Linked DNA regions of Sus scrofa: region 2 is linked to region 1. A link is a contact called in public Hi-C data. All regions are on one chromosome and are shown on one strand. The core of a region is the stretch at or near the end of the contact, and the rest is flanking DNA. Distances in the headings are between cores, read along the strand shown.

The links. Hi-C and Micro-C count contacts between places; a contact is called where the count stands out from the background.
Region 2: a contact with region 1 is called in a Hi-C map of epiblast stem cells, with 2.3 times the contacts expected there. The contact joins the enhancer-like site here to the promoter of SOX11 in region 1. A contact is called at or near these places in 3 of 47 Hi-C or Micro-C datasets (epiblast stem cells, fetal heart ventricle and fetal skeletal muscle) and 1 of 2 datasets of contacts at active chromatin or transcription factors (skeletal muscle).

What each region holds. Positions count from the first base shown.
Region 1 is chr3:129,797,432-129,802,597 of Sscrofa11.1, reverse strand. It overlaps SOX11 (transcription factor SOX-11), which reads left to right and starts at 2,030. Exons shown (of 1, transcript XM_003354937.4): 1 at 2,030-5,160. The coding sequence starts at 2,401. The coding sequence ends at 3,744.
Region 2 is chr3:129,943,759-129,948,968 of Sscrofa11.1, reverse strand. No RefSeq gene overlaps it. Among named protein-coding and RNA genes, the nearest start is that of SOX11, 150 kb to the right of the region's middle. Within about 2 kb of position 3,313, at least 11 of the 83 cell types and tissues checked have an H3K27ac peak or open chromatin away from gene starts, as enhancers often do. A contact at or near this core is called in epiblast stem cells and fetal skeletal muscle, where this site is marked.

The sequences.
Region 1 (5,166 bases), core at 781-3,280:
CGAGCCCTCTAGCTAGAGTGTGCATTGTCTTCTGCTGCAGGAAGAGAGGTGCAGAGTCCCACACAGCTCCCCCCACCTCCTGTGATTTCCCAAGAACTGGAAGAGCTGGGAAACGTGAGAGGTGAGAGGAAAACAAGATTCAGGGCTGGCCTGGTGGGAGTGAAGATGAATTTGCACACGCTGGGCGTTACACATCTCCAGACTTCAGGTTACCCCATAAGCATGACTATAAATTCTTTCTGTTCCCTTGGCCCTTAAAAAACAAATTGCCAGCATTATTGGCCAGAATACGGCACGCATTTGACGTCCTCTTTTTCTTTAGGTTGGACAGAAGTGGGGGAGGGTATGGCGATCGTGACAATTAAAAAAAAAAAAGAAGATCTGTGAAAACATGGTACCGTTTTATGTTACTGAAGACGTCGAAGACGTCAGAAGCACTGCAATGCTTAGGTAATGGTTGTTTTTTGTTTTGTTTTGTTTTTTCCCAGAGAAGGCACCTGACAGAAAGCAGGCTGGCGTGATTTTACTAGTCCTAAGCAGCTGACTTTTCTTGTGAAGTCCTCTGGGCAGTATCTTAGGAACCACTCAAAGTGCCAGCTCCCCAACGCTGGAGGGTGTGAAGATGAGGATGAGGACAGAAAAGGCCTAGGAAGCCGCGGGTTCTGTTAATTGCCTCCAGAATATCCATTGATGGCTAACAGCGACCAAAATACACACAAAGAAAAACAGATCTGGAAGTAGCAGAGCGAGACCCATGGGGCACGGGTTTTCCATCAGCTCGGGTGCGCACCGTGTCCATGTTCTTAGAGCAGTCGGTCCCACCTTTGTCGGAGGGAAATATTTCGACTCCAGACTTGGGGTGCTCCTTGTTTTCTTTTTGGCCCAAGTTGTTCTGCTACAATAGCGAGTGACCCAGAAGGCAGGCTAGCTCCTCGCTAGATTTCAGGACCAGGCTGCTCTGGAGGACGCTGGTGACCGCGACAGGGGGAGGGGACAAAGAGGAAGAGGAGGCCCGGGAAGGAGTGGGGGAGCTGGAGGGAGGAGACGGGAAGGGACGGGGGCGGGGGGGGGGAGTGACGCAGGGGCGGGGCTGTGTGGAACCTCTCAGGTCCAGGACCCGGTTTAGAACCAGCCTGGGTGGTTAGATTGAAGACGAGGACCTGGCCCCAGCCGAACCCCAAAGACCGTTACTCCGGCCTCCGACAGGGGCGGGGCCCGCGGGCACAGGGCGCAGCCAAACCCACGCCGCGGCGTCTCCAAACACCGTGGAGGAGGGAAAACAGACGGAGAAAAAGGACAAAACAGAATATGCGAACGGGGAAGGGGGAAATACAGCCTCTCGAGCTTTGAAAGCATATCTTTGCCTTAGAGAAAAGGAGAAAGGGAAGAGGAGGAAAGAGTCCACGTGCCCCAGGAAGGTTGTTGTGTTAAAGCGCCACCTTCCGTCCGCCCGGCTCCCGGAGCCGACTCCGGAGATGCGCGGCGCGGGGGAGCGGCTGAGCCCCCGGGGGCGCTCCGGGGAGCAGCTGCGCCCAGGCGGGCGGGCCGGGCTGCACCCGCCCTCTTAGCCCGTGCGCGTGCCCGAGCGTGCGCGCGCGGGAAGTGTGCGCGCCTCATCTGCTCTCACCGACGGGCCTCACGGGCACCCGGCACAAAGGGGCGCTGGGCCTCTCCCGGGACCTGGTTCTGGGCTGGCTCCGGCGCCAGGACCAGCCCGGCTGGCCCCGCGCGCGCCAGCTCAGCGCGCCGCGGGCCGGTGCGCGGCTCCCGAGCATCCCGAGGAGAGGCGCATCTGTGCACACAAGCGGATTTTTTAAAAATAACATATTTCTAGACATGCCTCCTCCTTCTCCCCCACCCCCCATCTTTGCAAAGCAGCCCCGAGGGCGGGGGAAGGGGGAGGGGCCGGGGAGTTAATAAAGGGAGATGGGCGGAGCCGGCCCCCAGCCATTGGCTGGGCCGGGGAGTGATGTCACCCATATGACACCCTGATAACTAGTTGGGAGAGAGCCCTCAACTTTTTGCAGAAGGAGCGCGCGCGCCTGGGAGTGCTCGGGGTTCGGCGCTCGCGGCGGGAGCCACGAGCCGGAGAGAGGGGTCCCGGGCTGCTTCGACCGCCACCGCCGCCGCCGCCACCGCCGCCGCCGCCGCCGCCGCCGCCGCCGCCGCCTCTCCGGTCGGGGCTGCAGCTCCCCGCGCGCGGGCGGCCGTCGCCGCCGAAGCCGCCGTAGCCGCTGTGTGCAGCCTGGAAGGGGGGGCGGGGGGGAGGGGGGGAGCCGCAGACGCGGGGTGCCGAGGACTTTGCAACTTGCCCGGGAAGGTGGAGGGGCGAGAGGGGGAGGGGGAGTTCCGCACGAGACCGAGCGGCCCGGGTTGGAGCGCCCAGCCCCAAAGCGGATCATGGTGCAGCAGGCCGAGAGCTTGGAAGCGGAGAGCAACCTGCCCCGGGAGGCGCTGGACACGGAGGAGGGTGAATTCATGGCTTGCAGCCCGGTGGCCCTGGACGAGAGCGACCCGGACTGGTGCAAGACGGCGTCGGGCCATATCAAGAGGCCGATGAACGCGTTCATGGTGTGGTCCAAGATCGAGCGCAGGAAGATCATGGAACAGTCTCCGGACATGCATAACGCTGAGATCTCCAAGAGGCTGGGCAAGCGGTGGAAAATGCTGAAGGACAGCGAGAAGATCCCGTTCATCCGGGAGGCGGAGCGGCTGCGGCTCAAGCACATGGCCGACTACCCCGACTACAAGTACCGGCCCCGGAAAAAGCCCAAAATGGACCCCTCGGCCAAGCCCAGCGCCAGCCAGAGCCCCGAGAAGAACGCGGCGGGCGGCGGCAGCGGGGGCGCGGGCGGCGGCGCGGGCGGCGCCAAGACCTCCAAGGGCTCGAGCAAGAAATGCGGCAAGCTCAAGGCCCCCGCGGCCCCCGCGGCCGGCGGCGCCAAGGCGGGCGCGGGCAAGGCGGCCCAGCCGGGGGACTACGGCGGCGCGGGCGACGACTACGTGCTCGGCAGCTTGCGCGTGAGCGGGGCGGGCGGCGGCGGCGCGGGCAAGACGGTCAAGTGCGTGTTCCTGGATGAGGACGACGAGGACGACGAGGACGAGGACGAGCTGCAGCTGCGGATCAAGCAGGAGGCGGACGAGGAGGACGAGGAGCCGCCGCACCCGCAGCTCCTGCAGCCTCCCGGGCAGCAGCCGCCGCAGCTGCTGAGACGCTACAACGTCGCCAAAGTGCCCGCCAGCCCCACGCTGAGCAGCTCGGCCGAGTCCCCCGAGGGCGCGAGCCTCTACGACGAGGTGCGGGCCGGCGCGACCTCAGGCGCCGGGGGCGGCAGCCGCCTCTACTACAGCTTCAAGAACATCACCAAGCAGCACCCGCCGCCGCTGGCGCAGCCCGCGCTCTCGCCCGCGTCCTCGCGCTCTGTCTCCACCTCCTCGTCCTCCTCGTCCAGCGGCAGCAGCAGCAGCAGCAGCAGCGGCGGTGAGGACGCCGACGACCTGATGTTCGACCTGAGCTTGAATTTCTCCCAAAGCGCGCACAGCGCCAGCGAGCAGCAGCTGGGGGGCGGCGCGGCGGCGGGGAACCTGTCCTTGTCTCTGGTGGATAAGGATTTGGATTCGTTCAGCGAGGGCAGCCTGGGCTCCCACTTCGAATTCCCCGACTACTGCACGCCGGAGCTGAGCGAGATGATCGCGGGGGACTGGCTGGAGGCGAACTTCTCCGACTTGGTGTTCACGTATTGAGAGAGGCGCCCCGCTTCTCGCTCTTTCTCTCGGCGGGTGCAGAGCAGGGTTCCTTGGGAGGAAGGTGGTCGTGATGATGCTGATGATAGCGATGGTGGTGGTGGTGTCGATGGTGGTGGTGGTAGGGTGGAGGGGGAGAGAAGATGCTGATATTGATATGATGTCGTGACACAAAGAAATTGAAAAAGATGAAAATTTTGGTGGAGTTAAAGTGAAATGAGTAGTTTTAAAACATTTTTTCCTGTCCTTTTTTTGTCCCCCCCCTCCTTTATCGTGTCTCAAGGTAGTTGCATACCTAGTCTGGAGTTGTGATTTTTTTTTTTTCCCCCTCAAATGTGTTTTTGTAATTACGATTTCTTTTTCCTGAAATTCGCGATGGCAACAAAGGCGGAGGGGACAGGGCGGGGGAGGGGAGGGAGGACCCGCTCCGGAAGGCGCTGTTGGAAGCTTGTTGGTCTTTGAAGTCTGGAAGACGTCTGCAGAGGATCGACCCTTTGGCAGCACAACTGTTAACGCTAGGGAGTTGGTTGGAGATTTTTGGGGTTTTTTTCTTAAGCGATCTTAAAGAACTGGTGATTTTTAAAAAAACAGACAAAAAAAAAACAACAAACAAACAGAAACAAAAAAAGGGACCATGGCAAATTTTTTATTTTATTTTATTTTTTGGAGGGAGAAAACTGATGTCTTCTATGCATCCGATTCTTAACAAAACTGCAGGGAGCTTGAAAAAATGCAGACTGTACAAACGCTTACAAAAAAAAAAAAAAAACTGTGAACTGACTTAAGATCAGAGTTTACTTTTCAGATCAAATTGTTTATGGTTTTACAAATGTGATTTCTACTTGCCAACTTTTTTTTTGTAACTCGTTCCCTTATACCTCCTTGATTGAATACCAGACAGCCTAGACCTCAGTACAAAAGGTATTGAAACATTTTTGATACATAACAGACCTCAGTCTTTTTTAAAAATTAATATATTTTCAGGCGTATTTTTGTACAGTGAAAAGGGAACATTCTTGCTGTGTTTTTTCAGTAAGACTTTCAGGCACTTCTTCCCTTTTGATTTCTTTTTTTCCTCTGTTTTTTAGCATGCAAGTATGTTGGTACGTTATGTCCTGGTTTTAAAAAGGATTAAAATTTTAAAATAATCCTTGCATCTAAAGGCCTTGTGGTTTAAAAAAAAAAAAAAGCAAACTTTTTTTTGTACAGCTATAGTAGAGATTTGTTCAATATTTGTAGGTAAAGATTTATTGAAAATGGTGATATAGACCTCAGAGCTGTTATCTTAGTTTAAAGATTGTATATGTACTGTACTATAGTAGGACTATGTATCTCATACGCTGTGATATGTGGATGGGGCCCCAGATGGAAGGTTTGAAACTGGATTCTCGATTTTTAGCAAAAAGGAAAAAAAAAGGCACA
Region 2 (5,210 bases), core at 2,064-4,563, 150 kb before region 1:
GACCCTAAGGTTCTGACCTCCCCAAGATCCTCAAGTATCTTTTTCCAAGTTTCTAATTTCCACTTTCTTATCCCAGGTCTTCCACTGAAAGAAGCTGCTTTTTATCAGGGCAGGTGTCTTCCCAGACCATGTCCTAAAGAAAAGTTTATATTGGGCTGTGCAAAGGTTGTAGACTGACCAGCAGCCTCAGGCTTTGGGACCCGAGTCCACACAGTACTGGAATAATCGACAAAGCGGGGTCCCCAGTTAGAGTTGTTACCACTGCAGGCTAATGGAAAACAGACCTGCTTCAAAACCAGACTCTGATAAAAGGAGTCTGTTTGCAAGAGGCAGCTAAACGGCAGCTGGGTTCAAGTTTGGGCAATTATCATCTGTCCTGGTGTCATTGGTTTCTCTCTTCACCCATCTCAGTTTATGCAGGAAAAAAAAAAGGAGCCATTTCCACATTTCCAGATTGCCGTTCAACTCTGAGAATCTATGAAGTGCCCTGAACATGGCATAAAGAGGGATTAGCCTAAACTACAAATGTGCTCCTGTTTTTGCTGGAATGAATGTGATTTCTTCTGCTTTCACATGCAAGGTTTTCCTGTGTGGCACATTTTGGCAGTTCTTACTGAGACAAAACTGTTCAGGGCCGGAGAAGTCTCTGGGGCAGAAGCTGAAAGACACTAGTGGAAGGGCCAGGGAATACGAAAGCAACTTCAAGTCAGATAAACTTCAGACAAAAAGAATTGAAAGTTTAAAAACAAGCAAACAGAAACGACAAAAGAAAACGGAGTTCCTTGAAATTCCCTCCCCTGTGCATTAACCTGGCCTCAGGCTCCAGGACTGAGCTGCCAGAGTCCGCTGGGAAATTCTTATTATCAAAGCACATGGGTTGGGGGTTCTCTACCCAGGGAGCTCAAAGATGCTGCCCAAGATATGAGCGAGGCTTAGGAGACAAAATTTTTTTTTTAAGTTTTATTTTTCTTTGGATTTTCAAATGTTAATTTCACCCTGACCAAGGGAGCTTCATTGAGTCATTTTCCAAGACTAATTTTTAAAAGGCCTCCCATGGAAGTGAAAACAAATTTAGTTAGAGATTTGACCACCACATATTGATCAATATTCCCATCGAGCCATAGATTTCTATTCAAAACTAGATGACAATCACAGCTTGCATTCATATCTCTCGGTTTAGCTGCCAACTTCTTCAGGAATCTTTTTTTTTTTTTTTCAGTAGGACCTTGTTGTTTATCTATTTTATATCATTTTTTGTTAATGGTCTCACCCACCCACAGCATATAGAAGTTCCACGGCCAGGGGACCCAATCCAAGCCTCAGCTGTGACCTACACCACAACTACTGGCAATGCCAGATCCTGAACCCACTGCCCCAGGCCAGGGATTGAACCCAGGCCTCCACAGCAACCCAAGCCACTGCAGATTCTTAACCCACTGTACCACAGCAGGAATGCCTCAATTTCACTTTTTAAATAGAAATGCATTTTTTAAGGTATGGACTATGACTTTGAATAAAGCCTCAAGTTAAAGATGAGCCTGTTAAAGCATGATGGCTTTTCTTGATATATTTACATTTATTGTAATTGATTATATTACAATTTAATTGATTGATTGCATTAGTATACATTAAATAATTTAGGTGCATATATTTATATTGTAATATTTAATATATTTTATGTATGTAGTAAGATATATTTGACTCGCTGGAATAAAAAAATTTCACTTAAAAGAAAATTTCCTATACTGATCCTTATGAATCAAATGAATACCTCAAATAAAGCAAGCATCTTCAGCCAACACATTGAACTAATATGCATCTTATCACTGAATATTTTTTTAGGCTTGTAGACTTTCACATATATTCAATTGCAATGGTAAATTGTTCCCTTCACTTGCTTTATGGCTCCACTGAGATTTTCCAGATGGAGAAAGGAGAGAAAAGGATATCAATAAAGACTTAGAGAAAGGTTTTATCAATTCAATCAGAAATTGTTAATTCAGTAATAAGGGTTAGGACATTTTAATGTCCATTTATGATGTTAATGTATGTTAATTGACATTCGCTCCCAGGACTTTCTTCTTTTTTTATGACTTTTTTTTGTGGAGTTGGGGGAGGTGTGCTCTGCATTTGTTATTCAGCCCAGGATCTTAGGGTCTCACTTTCCCCGGGGGGGCCAGGGGGCTCTTTGTGATTCTAATGAGAAGCTCACCTGGGAACAAAAGTGCAGGTTCCTCCACCTGCAGCTCTGAGATGAGCCCTAATTCTTTATTCTGAAGTGTCTCTTAAACCTCTTTAACTCGAAATCAAATCTGCTGCTTAAGGTGAGGGAGCAATTATCCCATCTCCTTCCCAGAGCTTCGAACAAAAAGCCAACGTTAATAAAGCTATTATGCATTTCCATTATAAAAGTAGCTTATACACATAACTGAAAACTTTATATCTATCTATCTGTCTACAGACACACACACACACACACACACACACACACACACACGCTCACCACCCAGAAAAATCACTGCTGACATTTTCGGGTATTTCTGTCTTTATTCTTTTTTCCCACTTGTTTCCAGAAATACAATTTCATGTCCTACTTATTGACAAATAAATCAGCCAAAGAAAAACTTACTATTTTGGTACAATTTTGTCACCTGCTCCTTTTCCACTTAACAGTACCAGGAACTTTTAAGAGGTGGGTGGCAGAAACACCAGCCTAAAGTGCCCTCAGGGTTTGGGGCTGGGCTGTTTTCTGCCACCTCCCACTACCTCCTGGGGTAGCAGGTCTTTGGAGATGGGATCCCCAACCTGTTGTTAAAATGCCGCCATCCCTCCAACCTCTGGGACGCATGCATCCTTCGCTTCCCCTGCAGCAGGAGGAATGAGAAATATTCTGAGACTGAGGAAAGCAATCATTTTAACGTCTCAAAAAGAAAAAGAAGACCATTTGTTCCTGCTGCTCAGGCTCCAAAACTCCACTTGACTTTGGGGTGGTATTTTTAGATGCGAGCGGAAGATGGGGCAGGAGGGAGAGAGGGGGGCAGAGGAGTCCAGAGGGAGCCCCAGACAACCGGAGTTTGCTCCGTCACAGAGGCTTTAGGTCCAAAACGTTTCCAGAGGCCAGGATGAGGAACGGCCGCCCTCAGCCCTGTGACCTAGGCCGCCAGATGCTTAAGTGCACTGGGTGTGTGCCTTTGTTTGCCTTTCCAGGCTGGAGCTGAAATCCTGAAATCCGACCCCACAGAGGCCACAGCCCCCTGAGCTCAGAGGGCTCAGCGTTTGGCCTGGCTTGTCTGGGGCCAGGCTTCCAGGGGAAAGACCGGTCCAAACACTTCTAAACAGTAGTCCATTCAGCTCAGGCCCGACGCGCTCCAAAGAAATAAATGCGTTACAGCTGTTCCGCGGGGAAGGCCGAGTCCCGTGGGGCCCGGAGGGATTTCCAGCAGTTCTGACTCGGAGGCCGGCTGCCTGGAGGTGGTGTTCTGTGGGGGCCCGGGTCCGTCTCCCAGAAGGTGGGACGACTGTCCATGCGTCTGCTTGGGGGACAGCTGCAGGCACCGCTGCCACCCGCTGAGAGCAGCGTCCCTGATTTTATAAATAGGCGCTTGTGCGTGTGGAGCAGCAGAGCAGAGCTCATGCGCTGCTGTGAATTTAAAGTGGAAACCATGGTTTCTCTTTCTAATTCTTAAGGGCAGCTTCCTTAAAAGATCTCTAAGATGTGAATTATAGAACACCAAAACAATAAGGCGAGCAAACGACACCCCAAGCAAAACAATCCCGGTGGTGGTTTTGGATCAATCGTCAAACACAGCTTTGGGTTGCTTGGTGCCGGTTTACATGGGTGTCAATATCATTAAGATGTATTTGAACAGAAATCCTTCAGCAAGATCAATTTTTTTTTTTTTTTTTGCACAAAACACCGTTAATACCATTGACACATCCAACCTACTATATATTAGTTTAAGAAAGATCAAATTTTAAAAGACACATGACCTCAGTTTTGTGATTAATATTTTTTTTTAATTTTGCTAATTTAAAGATAACTTTTTGGACCCTCGTAGGGAAAAAGGAACATTTTAAAAGAGCAACTGTTAATATTTAAATAAATATTTCTTTTCCAACTTTATTATTCTATCTTCCATTTATCTTTTTGGCCACCCCCCCCCAGAGGGCTTTTAGTTTTAAGAGGAAATGTAATTCCCACAACAAAATGATACAGATATTCTGGTACTTTCTTATTATTTAATTTCATGCATTAATTTTTTTTCAGGAACACGACAGCCATAGATACATGTGTGTATCCGATGCAGTGTGTGTGATAAAGTTGTGATGAAGAGTGCGTGATGCGGTGTGTCTATGTGATGCAGTGTGTGTGTGTGAGAGGGTGTGTGTAGTGTCCACAGAGGGCACAGCCAGAGCACTCTCACTCCTCTCCTCAATGTATACACCCTGGTACCCATGTTTGGGGGCCCTTTGGGATTTTCGGGTGCTGTCAGGCGTAGAGGATGGAACCTCATAGGCAGATCAGCCAGTGTGCTTCTCTCTGCTGCTCCATTTCACCAAGCAGACCCCGAATATCAGGCACCACGGGCTCTGCCACTCCAAATCCATACTGATGACTATTTTGAGGAAGAGGAAATCCTCTCCTGTCTGCCATCCAAGGACTGACTTTATAAACGTGGCACACACACACCTGTCTTTATCAAGGCCTGAAGTGTCCTCGTAAGACTTTGTTTGATGCCAAAGCTCCCCTCCCCCAGCCTGCTCAGAAACGAGGTTGTCAGGTTGCAGTCAGCACAGCACCATCTGATTTCCTAACTCGTTGTCATCTGCATCCTCCAGGCTACCTTTAAAGGACCCAAGGTTAAATTGCCTCTGAGCAGCGCTCCTTAAAGCCTTCTTTGGTAGGTCCCTCTCCTGCTGAGAAGTCTTCCAAGTCTGTCCCTCGACACAGAATGAAGTCCACTTTTGTTCTAAGTCCTTTCAAAATAGTCTACATAAAGGACGAGTAAGTAAGTATTACCTCTTACTACTTCTCAAGGGTAACTTCCAGCCCAGCCAGGTGGGGCAAGAGGAAACCCCTCAAATGCTCCCCCTTCAGCTTCCCCTTCTCCATACTCCAACTTCCTACCACCCTCCATGCAAGTTCTTCAGCTCAACCAAAGCACTCTTGCCCGCCCTTTCTTTTCTTCTCTGAAAGCATCCCTGGAATC